2 separate regions of the Mus musculus genome follow, and region 2 is linked to region 1. Evidence: chromatin contacts called from public Hi-C data. All regions are on one chromosome and are shown on one strand. The core of a region is the stretch at or near the end of the contact, and the rest is flanking DNA. Distances in the headings are between cores, read along the strand shown.

Evidence for each region. A called contact is a pair of places that touch in the nucleus more often than the background predicts.
Region 2: a contact with region 1 is called in a Hi-C map of liver, with 2.9 times the contacts expected there. The contact joins two enhancer-like sites. A contact is called at or near these places in 4 of 39 promoter capture datasets (HPC-7-derived erythroid cells, cranial neural crest, frontonasal cranial neural crest and 1 more), 11 of 484 Hi-C or Micro-C datasets (the AML12 cell line, the HL-1 cell line, the N1E-115 cell line and 7 more), 4 of 115 datasets of contacts at active chromatin or transcription factors (craniofacial prominence, embryonic limb bud, fibro-adipogenic progenitors and 1 more) and 1 of 9 other capture datasets (embryonic stem cells).

The regions. Positions count from the first base shown.
Region 1 is chr11:85,522,956-85,525,746 of GRCm38.p6, reverse strand. The region is part of intron 15 of Bcas3 (breast carcinoma amplified sequence 3); the gene reads right to left. Among named protein-coding and RNA genes, the nearest start is that of Bcas3, 170 kb to the right of the region's middle. Within about 2 kb of position 1,381, at least 82 of the 459 cell types and tissues checked have an H3K27ac peak or open chromatin away from gene starts, as enhancers often do. A contact at or near this core is called in liver, where this site is marked.
Region 2 is chr11:85,614,012-85,616,914 of GRCm38.p6, reverse strand. The region is part of intron 22 of Bcas3 (breast carcinoma amplified sequence 3); the gene reads right to left. Among named protein-coding and RNA genes, the nearest start is that of Bcas3os1, 100 kb to the left of the region's middle. Within about 2 kb of position 1,379, at least 11 of the 459 cell types and tissues checked have an H3K27ac peak or open chromatin away from gene starts, as enhancers often do. A contact at or near this core is called in liver, where this site is marked.

The sequences.
Region 1 (2,791 bases), core at 132-2,631:
AGGGGAAGCACCAGCGTGCTTTGTGGCTGCTCCGGAGGAGCGGCATCCCAGGTCAGGTTTGCAGAGCGTCATATTCCCAAACCAGTCATCATTAACGGACTCACTTCCACAGGAAAGGAAAAAAAGCCAAGAGTCTGAAAACTCCGGACAAAAGAAATCCCTGCAGACAGAGTAAAAACAAATTAAAAGACCCATTATAAAACACAGATGCTACAAGGAAAATAAACTTTCCAAGATTTACTGGGCTTTGACAAACCCGGACATTTGTGGAAAAGCCATCAACAGCAACTCCCAGGTAATGTGGGAGGAAGCTTGGCTCCTTTCTGCTTTATCTTTAGCCTCTGTGCAGAAGCTGCCAGGACTGGATTCCCAGCTTCTGGATGCAGGGAAGTGAGAACATGTGAACGAGGCAAACTGCCAAGCACGAGACATTTCTAAGGGAAGCAAGACCCCGAAAGTGCTGAGCACTTCACATTCTGCTGAACGCTAGAGCTACTATCAGCATACTCTGTGCATGGACTTCTTCAGGACACGTGAGAGGAAACGAATGAACAAATGAATGAGGCCATCGCTCCTCCTGATCCTCTTTGCTGCCCAATCACACCATGAAGTAAGGAAAAGAAAACCACCAAGCATGATGTGCAGCAGTCACAGCTCTGGAATCTCCTGCAAGGGGGAACTCAGAGTGGGAGACAGCCGAAAACCCGTGCCAGGTTAGCAGAAGCGTGAGATACACGTGGTCATGAGTGGGAGCCTTAGAAAGACTCCTTAAGAAAGAGGGCTGTGAGAAAGAACACAGACAACGAACAATGGGGTGTCCGGTGAGCCTCTTAGGAGGTCACTGGGGATCCGAGGACAAACAGGCATAGAGATGTTAAGATTCCTTTACAAGAGCAAATTAGCGTGCCCATGGGACAGCATAGTTAGGAGGTCTGCAGTTTTCTGGGTTTTCCTGTGCTCCTTAGACATAGGGCCCTAACCCACATCAGGCATCAGGCAGGCTATTTAAAAGGGCTTATGACAGACACCATCCATGTCTCAGCAAACCAGATGCCTCAGTCCAGTCCGTTTTCATCAATCTCCACAGACTAAAGGGATCTGCCACAGTTGAGGGGCTCTGCTTCTCACCCCATCAAGCTCCTGGCTGCAAGTAATGGAAATTGTATTTGGAAATTAAAATAACAAGGGTACCCCTCAAACCCAAACTCGCGGGTTCCTGGCACTCCCAACCCTATAGAAACATCCTTTCTCCCAATATTTCCTCATCTCCATCCTCCTCCCAACACTCTCGCTATTCTGAGGACAGCGTACAAGCGTCCTCCTGTCTACCCAGTCCCAGAGGAAAGCTGGGTAAGAAGCGCTCAGAGCCTCTGCGCATGCGCACAGTCCGTCCCACACAAAAGCAAAACTGCCGGTCTGCTTTTACTATCCGGCCCTGGACTTGGCGGGTATAAAGCAGCAAAATTTACCAAAGAGTTTTAAGTTAATTCTGGAGTTGAAAAGTTGACTTCTTGACTCTGTTAAAAAGAATACAATGGTAGCTTGTCCTAAAACAATCACTGGATAGCTGAGCTCTGCAAAGCTAGAAAGCATGCTTAGCTCTTGCTTGTGGTCTAATTTAACATTAAAGCATTCTCAACTAAATCTCAACTATTATTTAATCAAAATCAAATAAAATCCTTTAAAACATATATATGTATATTTATTTTTTTTAAGTGCTCAGTACAAACTGGAATTTCTAGTATATGGGTTGCTTTTGGTCAGAAAGGGAGTGTCTGTCCCTCCCTCCCTCCCTCCAGCTCTGCTCTCCCTCCCTCAGGCCCCTAGCCCGCCTCCTTTCCCTCACAGATGAGGATGACAAGCTTCCCAGCTGCAGTTCCTGGACTCTCAGCCTTCTTTCTGACCTTTTCTCAGGCATGTTCCAGTATATTCTGCAATCTACTCAGTAGGAAAAGGAAACAGCAGCGCCCTGGTGTGAGACAGTGCCTTCTGACCCGCAGACCAGGCTGCACAGGCCTGGGATCTCAGCAGGAGATGGAAGGAAAGAAAATTAGCTCTGGACATGGAGGCTGGACACGCTTTACCAAACAACTGCGCGGACTTAAACAGAGGCAGAATCTCCAAGGATGATCCCAACTGCAGTTCTTATTGCTGTGATTGTTGCTCCTTGGGAAGGCAGCAGATGACAAAACATTGCAACAGAAATCTAGCAAAAGCATTGGTTGCTTTTTCTAAGAAAGCTTCCTGGTACCACAGTAACCACTACGGGTACAGAGGAGGAAAACAATCCATGTTTTTCAGGTGGAGACAGTTATTAGTGATGTTCTGCTACAGCACACAGAATGGTCCAGAACTCACCATCTGGTGTTCTCCAGTGTCAAGGAGAATTAAAAGTATACCTCCAAGAGAATTGGTGGTCTGCCATCATGTGACTGTTTTGAACATATATTTATACATAACACATTATACTTGTGTCAATAGCACAACAGTTAATTCTCTAGCTGTTCTCTCCTGATTCTCAGAATATCCTCACCTGTTCCTTACTCTTAAAGTACTGTATGCTATTTTAATGTGTAATACAAGTACTTCCTGGAAGCTAAAATGAATTTTGGATTTAGGAGCCTGATTTATAAGAGTAAAATTTAAAAAGAAAGTCACTATTACAAAGCTTGTATGTACAGTAAGTATAATTTACTCTAAAAGGGCAGTTTGTGGCTAGAATGAGGGGTGAGGAGAAGTAGGGAGAAATAAGGCTGCCAGGGGGTTGTACCAAGGAGCTGGGATGGCTACA
Region 2 (2,903 bases), core at 130-2,629, 91 kb before region 1:
TTCTTTTGGATATAAGAGAGTTAAAATGACAAGGAAATTGTAGTGAATAGTTTCCCATAATTAACTGGGAAGACATTTTGTTTGCTGGGTTTTTTTTAGGAGCCCTGGGAGACAGAATTCAAATACTTGTGTGATGATGATTAAGTCCTGATAAGCAATTGAGTGAGCTTTACACTGAGGTGTCACAGTGATCTAAAAACAGGCATAGAAACTTGGTAAAGGTGAAGGCGGTCTTTCAGCTATCTCCAAAGTATGTGGCTATATCTTGCAGATCCCATGGGCCAGCACTAACATACACTCCATGAGGGAAATACCAGCTGTCTACAGAAGGGCAGCCGCAGTGTGGGTGATGAGGCCGTGGGATACGGCAGTACCTCTTATGAACAAAAGTAACAAAGCAAGAGGCGCTGCTGGTCTAAGCAGAGCTGCACATCCCCCTGCCAACAGAAGGGGATTTTCCTTCTCATTTTCAGTCTGCAACACTGCCTTACACAACTGAAACGTTGGCTGTGAGCAACAGCTAGGTCTGACTCCTGCAGACTTCTGAAAGATTTGGACGAATCAAAGAGTCATTTCCAAGGAGAGACATTAAAAAATAATAATAATTTTTAAAAAGTCTGTGGGTGACAAAACCGTGGGCAGGAAGCTCTTCTCCAACAGGATCCCTAAGGACAGCACAGCCCCTCTATGCTGCCAGAGGGCGTCAGCGATGTCGAAAATCCTAGAAGCTGAAACTCCAATCTGGCCGCTATAAAGCAGCCTGACTCCGACATATTCTCATTCTTGACAAATACCCACCCACCGACAGGGCTGGGAGACACATGGCGGCCAGGCCAAGTTGTCAAAATTGATCATTATAAAATGTCTATCTTACGAAAGTACAACCTTTGTTCAATGTGCTGCTTCCCTTGGAAGAGTGATCTTCCGAGAGCTGTAGAAAGGTGGTCAGAAAGGACGGGGCTTGTACTGGTTTTCTAGGTTAACAACCTTGTTAAGAATGGAAGGAAAGGTGAACGGTGGCCTTGGAATGTTGAACAGCAAACAAGAAATGAATCATCTAGTAAGGTCCTCTACTTCAAAGAAATTTGTAATTTTTGAGGCTCCCCAGAAAATTTCCTAGGCCTTTAGCTCCTTTGATTTCCTTTCCTTCCCTCTCCCCTCGGGTCCCCAGCACAGTGCTGCAAGGCCTAGGCAATGTGGAAAGTTCACAGCTAGTCGCCTGATCTCATGATCCTCTATCAAAACAGCACTTTCAAAAGTGCTTCCTGTCTAGCCCCGCACTTGCAGGAGTGTTTCCTTGGCTCAATCAGCTGCCAAACCAAATCCCCTCGGTGCAGAACTGGCAAGCACTCAGCACAGCCCGTCCCCTCTCCACCTTGGGCCTGACATCCGGAAGTGACTTAGGAAGCACTCTAATGGTTACCAAATTTTTGGAAACTGACTTAGCTTTCCTGGGCAAGTCACGTGTTTAGGGGAGATGGAACCACTAATCATCACTTGACCCTGTGACAGACCAAAAGTTGCCCTTTTCCCCCCACCCCCCGGGAAAAAAAACGAAAAGAAATGTACCAGCTAGAACAATGATGCAGACGCACAACCATGCTGGAGGAGACGGCAGACATGCCGTCGCCTTCCAGATGTCGGACATGATGGTGCACAGGCAACACAAAGAAGCCAAGAGATTCTGCTGCACACCCTGCACACTCGCTGGCTTGCTCTTTTCCTACATCCTTTCTTCAAGTGCTGGGAACTTTCTATGGCCATTCAGGGACTCAGAACAGAGAAGAGCTGAAGATCTGTCCATCACTTCTCTGTCTCTGAAATACAACTGCATAGTTGTAAGCAGCGACAGAGGCAGTGTGATTTGTCTGAATGCCTCCTGGTGCCCCACACACTCTGCACTTCACTACCTTGTGTATCACCAAGTCAAGCCTGGACCTAAAGGAGACTCTGCACACCCACTAAAATCACCTCCTGCTTCTGAATCATGCACAGAACCTGAGAGAAGCCAAAGCTGACTCCACTCAGGCCTCCTGTAGGACTGCTTCTATGCGCTTATCCTTGCTCACACTTCTACTGGTGGAAGGCTTCCCAAAAAAAAAAAAAAAAAAAAAAAAAAACGGATTCAGCTGTCAGACTTAGATTATCAGGGAATCTCTAAGATGAATGGGTCCTTTAAAAGAAAAGCCAAACTTGAGGTAATTACGTTCGAATTCTTTAATCACTTTTTCCAAGCTCAGGGGGAATTGTGGTGTTTCTCTGAGGAGTGTCTTCCACTATGCCACACAAATGCGCTGCAGGTTCCTCCTTCAGAGGGGTACCGAATAGAAGGGCGTCCCCTGCACAGTGTTCAGGAGTGTGCTTCTTGGCTTGTCCTTTTTGGATAGCAGAGGTTGTGTGTGAATGTGCAATTATCAATACAATTCTCATTTTGTCTCCTTTCTTCAACAATAAAGCAATAAGAAAAAGGAAGGGAGACGGGAGGGGGGCAGGAGGGAGGGGAGGGAGGAAGGGAGGGAAGGAGGAAGGGAGGGAGGGAGGGAAGGAAGAAGGGAGGGACACTTAAGTACTGAACATGGGTTTCATACCATACCAGCCTTAACAGACCTCATCTAAACTGCTCAGGGTCAGAGTATCTTGCATTCTAGAATATATATGCAGGCTTAATTAATTAAATATTCCTAATCAAAACCTCCTAAATATTCCAATACCCCAATGTATTGAGTGGTAGATTTCAGATTAGGGATCAGTCTACTCTGTACTATGGTAACTTGTTCATTTCCATCTCTGGGAAATTCAGACAAATGGGCCTTGGAATCCCTGTGAAACTGAAGTTCCACTGTATCCCACAGGGCTCTGCATACACTGTGTTGCTCATCATTAGGACATGATATGGTATCATG